Regions from separate parts of the Mus musculus genome. Here region 1 is linked to region 2. The links are chromatin contacts, called in public HiChIP or PLAC-seq maps. All regions are on one chromosome and are shown on one strand. Each heading gives the region's core, a stretch centred on a gene start, on an enhancer-like site or on the middle of the called end of the contact. The rest is flanking DNA. Distances are from core to core; before and after follow the strand shown. Region 1 overlaps Sytl2 (synaptotagmin-like 2). Region 2 has its middle 9.3 kb from the start of E230029C05Rik.

Region 1 (5,006 bases), core at 426-2,925, 340 kb after region 2:
TAGTAAATGTAAAATTCGTTTTTAACTTAATTAATTACCTTTTTTACATGCTGATCACAGATTCCACTCTGTCCTCTCCTCGCAGTGTTGTCCTCCCTCCCCTGTCCAGTCTGCCTTCATTTCTCTTCAGAAAAGGGCAGACCTCCCACGTATATAAATCAAACAGCATATCACATTGCAGTAAGACTAAGTGCATCCTCTCCTATTAAGGCTAGATGAGACATCCCAGTAGAAGGGAAGAGACCCAAAGGCAGGCAACAGAGTCAGAGAGAGCTCCTGCTCCCATTGTTTGGAGTCCCACAAGAAGACCAAGATACATAACTGTGACATATGTGCAGAAGGTCTGCATAGGTCCCATACAGGCTTCCTAGTTGGTGATTCAGTCACTAGGAGCCCCTATGGGCTCAGGATAGTTGAGTCTGTGGGTTTTCTTGGGATGTCCTCGATGCCTCTGGCTCCTACAATTCTTCCTTTCCCTCTTCCTCAGGATTCCTCAAGCCCAACCTAATGTTTGGCTGAGGGTCTCTGCATCTGTTCCCATCAGTTGCTGGGTAAAACCCCCCTGGTGACAGTAAATGCAGAACTCTTACCATAGCTCATAGCATACAGTATGCACCACTAAGTAGGGACGATACTCAATATAGCATTTCAAGAACCTCAAGAACTGGTGACACTCTACTCATTCCTCTTGGTGTCCCGCCCCCAACCCCATTGCCTGCTTATGCCCCTGATAGATACTTTCTTTTCTTTTTAAATTTATTCTTCTGTCACAAATTTTATCCTGACCACTGTTTCCACTTTCTCTTCTCTTCCCAGTCTCTCCCCTCCCACCCCTCCCTCTTCTCTACCCCCAGATCCACTCTGCCTTTGCTTCTCTTCAGAAAAAAAGCAGGCCTTTAAGGGATATCAACTAAGCATGGCATATCAAGTTACAATAAGACTTTCATAAAACAACAAGAGCAACAACAACAAATAAAGCCAAAATATTAGAAACCCTGGTTAGAAAAGCGATGGTCATTTAGACACAAGAGCAAGGAGCTGGGAGCAGATCTTAGAATCTGGGTATGACAGGGCCTGAGGAGCATGGAGCACTAATCAGCAGAGGGAACAGACAGCACTACAGAAGAGGCAAGGCAAGAAGGAAGCATCAGAGGCAAACAGCTTATCCCACTGTTTGATCAAGCCCAGACTTCCCATTCTGACCCTTCCCCCCCCCAACCCCCCCAGGTCATCATTCCACCACAAAGGACTTGAGAGGCAAAGATGCTCAACTCCTTTTTGTTGTACCCCCTCAGGATGGTGGGCATTCCCCATCTTCCTTCCCTCCTTCCAGGCTAAGATCTGTGATTTGGATGTGCATTGTTTTCTGCATGGCCTCTGACAGACCTTCTGGCTCTTATCCGTGAACTGGAACCGGGTTACCTTACTAGGATGTTGTGAGAGTAACTGAAAGGAAACATGGGAGCTGGTCAGCATTTCTTAGGAAGAAGAAAAACTGGCAACTTCCCGATGGCGTTGCAATTCTACTGTTATATTACACAGATTAAGTGTGGTTGAGAAGGGCAGCACACAGCTGCTAGGCGTGTCTCGGGTGCTTTGCTTAGTTAAGACCAGTTCTGTGAGACGTGGCATGAGTGGTAATCAGTCAGCTGTACTTCCTCCTCTCCGTGTCAGAGGCCACCATTTTTTTCTTGGTGTCAATCTCCTGCAGGGCTACCCCCTTATGCTGTTTAACCTTTGTGAGCTGGGTGTGTTAAGTGTGTTTTGGGGCCTGCGTTTACAGGCTAAGTGGTTTTCAATAGAATGACTCAGCACCTGTCAATATTTTCTTAGCCAGGAGAGAAAAGTTGGGGGATGTGAGGCTGGGCCATGCAGTTTTTTACCTAGGCATGGTGACAAGAGCCTTTATTGTGTGGTAGCCACGAGACCATTGGAGCCCACTCATAAAATGCTATGGGTGATCAGCAAGCAATAAGACATGGGCAGCCCACTGCGTTCTCCATGAACTCACCTTTGTTTACAGCCATGGCACTCGGAAGCTCAGAAAGGGTTATGAGCAGAGAACACTGTCCCCTGAAGGGCAGCTGGAAATCTGGTCACCAGCAGCTGGGGTCCTGGTGACTAACTTAGCTGGATGGTGTTTGCTGAACTTGATAAACTACGGTGGAGGGCCTGATTCCTTTTGGTTTTAAACTTGCGAAATATCACAGGCTGATGCTTTCTGTAAAACACAGAAATGAAATACAGAAGGAAAAACAAGCACACAGTAGATCACTGTCAACTGGGCATTTGGAAAAACTGCTATAAATGGTCCTGGGTACATACTCTCAGTCCATCATGTACTTATGTCACCTTGAATTGGTGGTGAGCAGTATGGGTTGCCATTGGGCCATGAACCCGACATCAGGAGCATATCACATCCCCTCCTAAAATCACCACTGAGCATGTGTACACAACAAGCCATAGGACATAGCTTAGTCAAAGTGAGGCATGCAGAATAACGACCAGAGAAGCTCTTCCCTCTGTATGTCAGAGCCCTGCCCACCAGTGAAGTGTAACATTTCCTGTCTGGCATTGGAAGCCAGTCTTTGTTATCTGAGATAATAATGTGTTCCCTTAAACAGGTATGGAGCCCTGGGTATCACTAAGAGTCTAATAGGTGTCTACCAACCAGAGCCTTTGATGTCTCTGCTACAGGCACTTCTTTAGATTGAATGAACCCAGAAAAGGGTGGACCTTTTCATTTCTCTGTCTGTCTGTCTGTCTGTCTGTCTGTCTGTATCTCTCTCTCTCACCCTCTCTCTCCTCTCTCTTTCTCTCTATCTCTCGCTGTTTGTATGTGTCTCTCTCTCTTTTCCTTGATGCCACCTTTGACAACTTACCCTCTGATGGTTTATAACTGCTTAATCTCTAGAGTTACAGAGAGGCTAGCTGAGACATCTAAAATAAATATTGCTCAGATGCACTCAAAGCTACCAATTCTTTCTCTCTTCTAGCCTCTTGTCCTCTTCCCTGTCACACACCCTCCAGATGCCTGCCCGTGTCATCCTCTCTCTTGGAAGGATGAATTATATAAAACAAATTGTAAAGAATACTTGACTTTCCCCTGCTACTAAGCCTATGTAGTTATTACTAAGTTCTAAGCCTATGAACTTGGAAGTTTCAATCTCCTTTCTTCTTCTCAACAGTCACCTTCCTAAACTACAAATCCAAACATATTTGTGCCATCCTAGCAAGTAGGCCTCTAGCTCCTGTGTAGCAAAAAGAAGGCCTAGCCAGGCAAGAATTAGATATCTGAGAGGTCCTTGCCCTTGTACCATAAAAGCTTTATTAGAAAAATTATTAGGACTGGTGGTTTATAAGATTTAAGAGCTGTTTTTTACAAGGATCTTTATAAAGCTCAAAGTCTTCAACCAAACAAGGCAAATTTATAGGAGGGCCATTAAAAGTAACACTCACCTCAGTGTCTTGATATCTTGTAAGAAAGGGGCCCAAGAACTAAATGACATCAATAGACGTCAGTGACTACTTTCATTATAGCCACTTTGACAAATGTGAGCCTAAAAAAAAGAGTTAGGATGTATAGAATGCAAAGAAAAATAGAATAAAGAGAATATAAATAGGTATGCATGGTGAAGATATAGTCACTAATTCACAAGATGCCTACATCTACTTGTAGTATATGTATAGAAATAAGGTATTTAAATATCCATCTTTGTGAGTCATTGAGAGAACCCATTTAATGTCTTGTGTGCATCTAATAGCGTGAGAAGTTCTTTAGAGGCACAAGTTCACTCTTCATTCAGTTGTTTATTCTGTCAGTCAACGCTGTAAGTATTTATCATGTACAAGATGGTAGCAGGGGATTCAAAGGTGAATGAGGTTCGCACCCCACTCCCCCAACTTTTAGGAAGCCACTCTCTGTAGAAGGGACTGACTATAATTGTGCTTGCTATGATAATAGGATTTACTTTTTACATTTATTAATTCCATGCTGTATATTGAACCCAGGGCATGGGGCATGTTAAACAAGCCCCTTTATCACAGAAGTCCCAGGGTTGCTTTATTTCATTTTATATTTTTTAGAGTCTTAACTAAGTTGTCCAAGTTAGCCTTGAATGAACTCTGTGGCTTAGGTGGATCTTGAATCAGTGACTCCTCTGCCACAGTTGTCTGAGTAGTTAGAGTTGTAGCCCTTGACTACCAGGCCTAGCTGGTAGCAGTACTGAAAAGGCTGAGAACACAGCCAACAGTGCTGATTCTATCCACCATGGGGCTGGGGTGGAGGGATGGTAAGGACATTCTGGACCTAGTCACATTTAGGATGACTCTTGTGGGATGATAAAGCTGTATTAGATGGGACAGTTGTTTAGATAGGACATTCTGACATCCCCTGGTTTGCTGGGGAGTGGATGTGATCTGGTGTGGCTGGTCAGGTATGTGTGGTAGATAAGTGTGTGTAAGGAAGAACCTAGCAAAGCTAGAATGCAGACCAAGAAGCTAGACTCTTTGTTGTTGTTAATCCATGAGGAGCTACCAAATGATTCTTTTCTCAGAGCAATTCTGCGGCAACAGTGTGCAGACCTGGGCTAGATAGTTCAATGGGGAATGCTGCAGCACTTTAGGTGAGAGATGGAGAGAAACTAATGAGGGAATGGAGACAGGATACAGAATGTAATAGATCTGTAGATCATACTGTGGTATATGTTAGGGACACAGATGTTCTCAATTATGCACACAGGGTTACCTGAGATGCACACAGAGCTACTTGAGCAAAGGTCCTCACAACGGTCCTTAGCTCTCCTTCCTCCAGGAAGCAGACGATAACAAGAGAGGGACGTTTAGTCCATGAAGTTACTCTTAGTCCCTAGACAAGTGCCAAGCAAATGACCTCTGAAATGAAGGAAGGAAGGAAAGTGAGTGAATGAATTAACAAAAAAAAATTGATAAGATCCTGATTATTAAATAAAGACTAAATGGTGAGGGAGGAGATGGGTGAAAAGACA
Region 2 (5,086 bases), core at 1,169-3,668:
CCACCCCTTAGTTACCAAGCAACAACCAGGTATGCCTGACTCACTATGAAAGGGGAGGCTTGCCCCCTCCCCACTCTCTTGCTCTTGCTCTTGCCTTCCTGCTTCCACTCAGTTCCCTCGCCCCTCCCCCTCTCTCCCCATTCCCCTTCCCCCTCTCTCTCCAAGTGCTTATGGACAGCCTCTATTCCTCTCTCTCTCTCTCTCTCTCTCTCTCTCTCTCTCTCTCTCTCTCTCTCTCCCTCTCTCTCTACTACCCTCTCAGCTCCCCTTCCCATGCTCTGAGTAAACTATATATTATACCATCATGTGGCTGGTCCCTCAGGGGGAATGGATGGCTCAGCATGGGCCCGCAAAGGCCCGTCCTTACCCTATACCTGACTGCACCTCCAACAAAACATATCCCTCCTCTCTTTATCTATTATAAACACATCAGAGGTCATCTGGAGAATCAGGGGTGGCCATCTTTTGTCTTGTCTTTGTATAGACTTGATCCTGGTGGAGGGCCATGAAGGTCTGGACATAGGCACTGTGGCGCATTTACTTTGGTTTCTACAAAGCAAATGAAGAGAAATATGGCTTCAGCTTTCATCATTTGACTAAACTTTCCTGTCTTTCAGAAGGTGTTGCAGTAAAATAATAGGAACCTCATATATATATATATATATATATATATATATATATGTATATATATATATATGTGTGTGTGTGTGTAAGAATTTCATGAATTTCATTTATGTACTATTTATTTGTATGTGTGCATGCCCATGTGTGTGTATGTGTAGCTGTGTGTTTGTGGATCTGTGGTGTATGTGTGTGTGTGTGGTGTGTGTATGAGTGTGTGTGTGTGTGAGTGTACACCATCTGTTGGGGATTTAATTTATGCTTACATGGGAATTTGTACGTCTACTGAAGGTTCCTGCCAAAAATTGTTTTTTTTTTGTTTTTTTTTTTTTTTTTTTGTTTTTTTTGTTTTTTCGAGACAGGGTTTTTCTATAGCCCTGGCTGTCCTGGAACTCACTCTGTAGACCAGGCTGGCCTCGAACTCAGAAATCCGCCTGCCTCTGCCTCCCAAGTGCTGGGATTAAAGGCGTGCGCCACCACGCCCGGCTCAAAAATTGTTTTTTTGACTGGTCAGTAAAGAAACAGGCAATGGTTGGGTAGGAGGACAGAGGCTGGGCTTTGAGGATTCCCAGAGAGGAAACACAGGAGAGAGAAGGAGAACCACCAGTGCAGAAGGAAGGAAGAGGATGCAAACATGAGAGCTGTGGAAGACAGAGACCCAACCATGGAAGAATCAGGGAAAAGCGGCCCCAGGGGCCGGCCACTCCCCTATTAGGTCTGGGGTAGCAGAGAGAAAGTATAGATTTTAGAAAGCAAGAACTCAAGAATACTGAAGGGGAGTGTATAGCTACGTGGAGGTTCAGGAGTGGCTCAGCCATTGAGCTAGCTTAGGGCATATTAAAAATAAGCCAGTGTGTGTGTGTGTGTGTGTGTGTGTGTGTGTGTGTGTGTGTGTTTTCCATCTGGCTCCAGAGCATCTGGAGAGGGCTGCTTTAAGCATGCATCCACCCATCGGGAGCTCAGAGCGGTTTAAAGACTTATTGTTTCACCCATCATATCAAATGAAGAGGCAAGAGGGCAACATGTGAGTTGGTTCTTTCTTTCAATCACATGGGTCCTGGGGCAAGCACCTTTACCCACTGAGCCATTTAGCCAGCTTTATTCCAGTAGAAAGTAGAAAAGTAATGAGGAAAAAATGTATTTCAATGTATTTGAAGCATATTCCTTTCTTCTGAATATGAGCAAAAGTCTAATACATGTAATTGTGGACCCAGATTTACTTCAATGTAACTAAAGCTAGAAGTCAGTTTCTTAAAATATAGTAGTATCTGTCAGCCGGGCGGTGGTGGTGCACACCTTTCATCCCAGCACTTGGGAGGCAGGGGCAGGCAAATTTCTGAGTTTGAGGACAGCCTGGTCTACAAAGTGAGTTCCAGGACAGCCAGGGCTACACAGAGAAACCCCGTCTCAAAAAAAAACAAAAACCATATATATACACACACACATATATATATAAATTGTCAATGGGTTAACAATGTCTGTCCATGTACTGCCATTCATCAATAAGTATGAATATCATGGGTAAAAGAATTATGTACAAAACCAAACCAAACCAAACCTAACCAAAACCAAAAAAAAATTCTTAATGCAGGGGGTGTCCACAATCATCTGATCAAAGATTCAACGGCCGCTCTATGGAATTCTGATACAAAGGAAGAGTAGCTATCGCCTGGATTGTCCAGTCAAAAAGTCATAGGCTAGCACAGACTGAAAAATCCGGGTAACTAACTAGTCAGAGTCAGAAAGAGCAAACAACAGATTGGGCAATATTTGCTGTTTGTCTGCGGGTTGTTCTGTCCTGTGGGTCATGTTACGTGCTGAGCGATAAGGAAGTGAAAGGGTAAGGAGGAAGTACACAGTGGACAGAAAGGAGCTGAGTCTTCCTAGAGAAGCTAGGGAAGTGGGAGCTCAGAAGCAGAGAGGAAGTAAAGAGCGCTTTAACTATTGTGTTTCTGATGGAAGGCTTAGGGTATGCAATGCTTCTAACCTCCGTGGGTACCTGCGTACCTGCTCTAGTACAAGTACACACACACACACACACACACACACACACACACACACACACACACACACACACACACACACTTAAAAATAAATAAATAAAAAAGGAGAGAACCAGCCAAGAATCAAACACAACTCGTTCCTGTAGGGCTTGTGTTGTGGGGCATCCACCAGAGATCACTACTTAAGCATTCATTTCAGCCAATAGAAAGTCTTTATTAGTCAGACAGTGCGGGATCCCAGTGGAACCTCAAGCCAGTCTCAGGATGAGCTTTTAAGGACAATAATAATCATATTCTGGGTTGACATACTTCAGTTAACAAGAACAGTTAGCCAGAAGCAGAACGACAGAAGCCAAAAAGCAACGTTAATACATTTAGAGTGTTTTCTCAGAACCATGAACTTTCTGGGACTAAAGGGGTGCGCCACCACACCCGGCTAGAACCATGAACTTTAATGGATTGGTTTTTTGCTTTTACTTTGGCTGTCTATGGGCTGAATGGTACATCATGGAGTCAGTCGTGCAAAGGTCCGAGGGTCTGTTACAATTGTGCTATGGCACTGTTGGTTGCACAATGTTGGCAGTAAGGACATCTTAGTGACGCCACAGACAGCAGAGCAGGTGCAGATAAGTGTCCAGGGAAAACTATTTATTGGGTTTTTACAGAGAATTCTGACCTTTGCATTCAGACATCGGGGGAAACATGCAGCTCTTTTGAAGGCAATGTGTCATGTGTCTTGTTTTGGCCAATTAAATAGGAGTGGGGTTGGGGTGTAGGTGAGCAATAGAGTTCTGGAAAGCACTTGCCTACCATACATAAGGGTTTGGATTTTGTCCTTCAAAACACAGAAATAAGGGTATGGGGAGGTATAAAGGAAAACAATAAAGAAAACAACTTTTTCAACCACTGAGATTTGAGGTACTGGCATGAATTAACCTACCTTCCTAACATAGCCACCCATATTACCAACATGTATGCTAGGGGCTGAGAGGTCAGCAGAGAGTAGGATAGAGTCAGTGGAGATGGGTTTAAGTTATAAATAATGATGTAACCTGGAATCATTAAAACGTTTATGTGTGAATGATCAACAAACCTGGCCTGACAATAATACACTTCTCACCATCTACAGAAACATGCCTGTAGAAACATTTAAATGTCTCCCAGTAAAGATATTCAGATATGTTCATGTCTACAAATGAAATGGCGAAATTCCCCACAAGTGTCCCCAGTACCCTTCTTTCCATTAACAAAGTCTACACTCTGTGTTGACCTTGGATTGCTTCCTCTTTAGATGCTTCAGTATTTAGTCTTGCCTTCAAAATCCTTGTCAGATTAGTCATTGTCTACATGCACAACTTGTCTGCCCTAGTTCAAACGTACGTGATTGATATGGGGCTACTGTCAACCTCATCTTCAATATATCTTCCACACATCCATATACCCATTGTCCCTAAGCTAGTCTTCTCTTTCTTTGTTTAAAATGAAATCTATTATGGCTGTAGAGATGACTCAGCAGTTAAGAGCACTGGCCACTTTTCCAGAGGACCTGGGTTCAATTCCCAGCAACTACATGGCAGTTAACAAACATCTGTAACTTCAGTTCCATGGATCCCATACTCTCTTCTGACCTCTTTGGGCACCGGACACATACATGGTACACAGAAATTTATCCATACACTTAGAATAAAACATTTAAAATGTTTATAAAACATGTAGAGAATAAAATTTGTTTGTGCATTTTATTTCTTGTTTGCATTTGTGTATTGTATGGTGGGGCTAGCAGACCCCATGATGTGCATGTCAAAGGACATTCTCTTGGGAGTTGGTTCTCACTTCCTACCTTTTTACAGCTTTTATAACCCACCCGTCTCTGCCCATCCATCCCTTCCCACAACTCACTAGTTCTTGCATCTGATTGGAGCATTTGCTGTGTCTAAATGCTTCTGCCCCCTTGTTTTAACTGATGCTTTCACCTCCAGCCCCACCATGTTCTTCTGTTCATCTTTTCACTCCAGAACCCCACATGGATTTAAGGCTCATTTCCCTTGGCAAAGACTGACACAGCAAATCCTACCCCACAAGCTCTCTCCCTGTCTCCTTTACATAGCACTCAGTCCCAGAGTTCCAAGTTCTCCTTGATGTCATACTGAATAACCCTTTAATGTAATATTAGAGGTTATGAGACTTGGCCAGTACTCCACCAACAGAGGCAGCTGAGCGAGAATCTTTTTTTTTTCTTTTTAAATTTTATTTATTTATTATATGTAAGTACATCGTAGCTACCTTCAGACATTCCAGAAGAGGGAGTCAGATCTCATTACGGATGGTTGTGAGCCACCATGTGGTTGCTGGAATTTGAACTCAGGACCTTCAGAAGAGCAGTCAGTGCTCTTAACTGCTGAGCCATCTCTCTTGTTTCGCTCAGCCCAAAACAAGAATCTTAAGTATATATATATCTGTGT

The links. HiChIP or PLAC-seq counts read pairs in DNA pulled down with a chosen protein or histone mark.
Region 1: a contact with region 2 is called in an HNF4G HiChIP or PLAC-seq map of pancreatic cancer cells. The contact joins two enhancer-like sites. A contact is called at or near these places in 2 of 484 Hi-C or Micro-C datasets (both in natural killer cells), 3 of 115 datasets of contacts at active chromatin or transcription factors (CD8 T cells, effector CD8 T cells and pancreatic cancer cells) and 2 of 9 other capture datasets (adipose tissue and liver).

What each region holds. Positions count from the first base shown.
Region 1 is chr7:90,361,331-90,366,336 of GRCm38.p6, forward strand. The region is part of intron 4 of Sytl2 (synaptotagmin-like 2); the gene reads left to right. Among named protein-coding and RNA genes, the nearest start is that of Sytl2, 61 kb to the left of the region's middle. Within about 2 kb of position 1,676, at least 23 of the 459 cell types and tissues checked have an H3K27ac peak or open chromatin away from gene starts, as enhancers often do. A contact at or near this core is called in pancreatic cancer cells, where this site is marked.
Region 2 is chr7:90,017,328-90,022,413 of GRCm38.p6, forward strand. No RefSeq gene overlaps it. Among named protein-coding and RNA genes, the nearest start is that of E230029C05Rik, 9.3 kb to the right of the region's middle. Within about 2 kb of position 2,419, at least 112 of the 459 cell types and tissues checked have an H3K27ac peak or open chromatin away from gene starts, as enhancers often do. A contact at or near this core is called in pancreatic cancer cells, where this site is marked.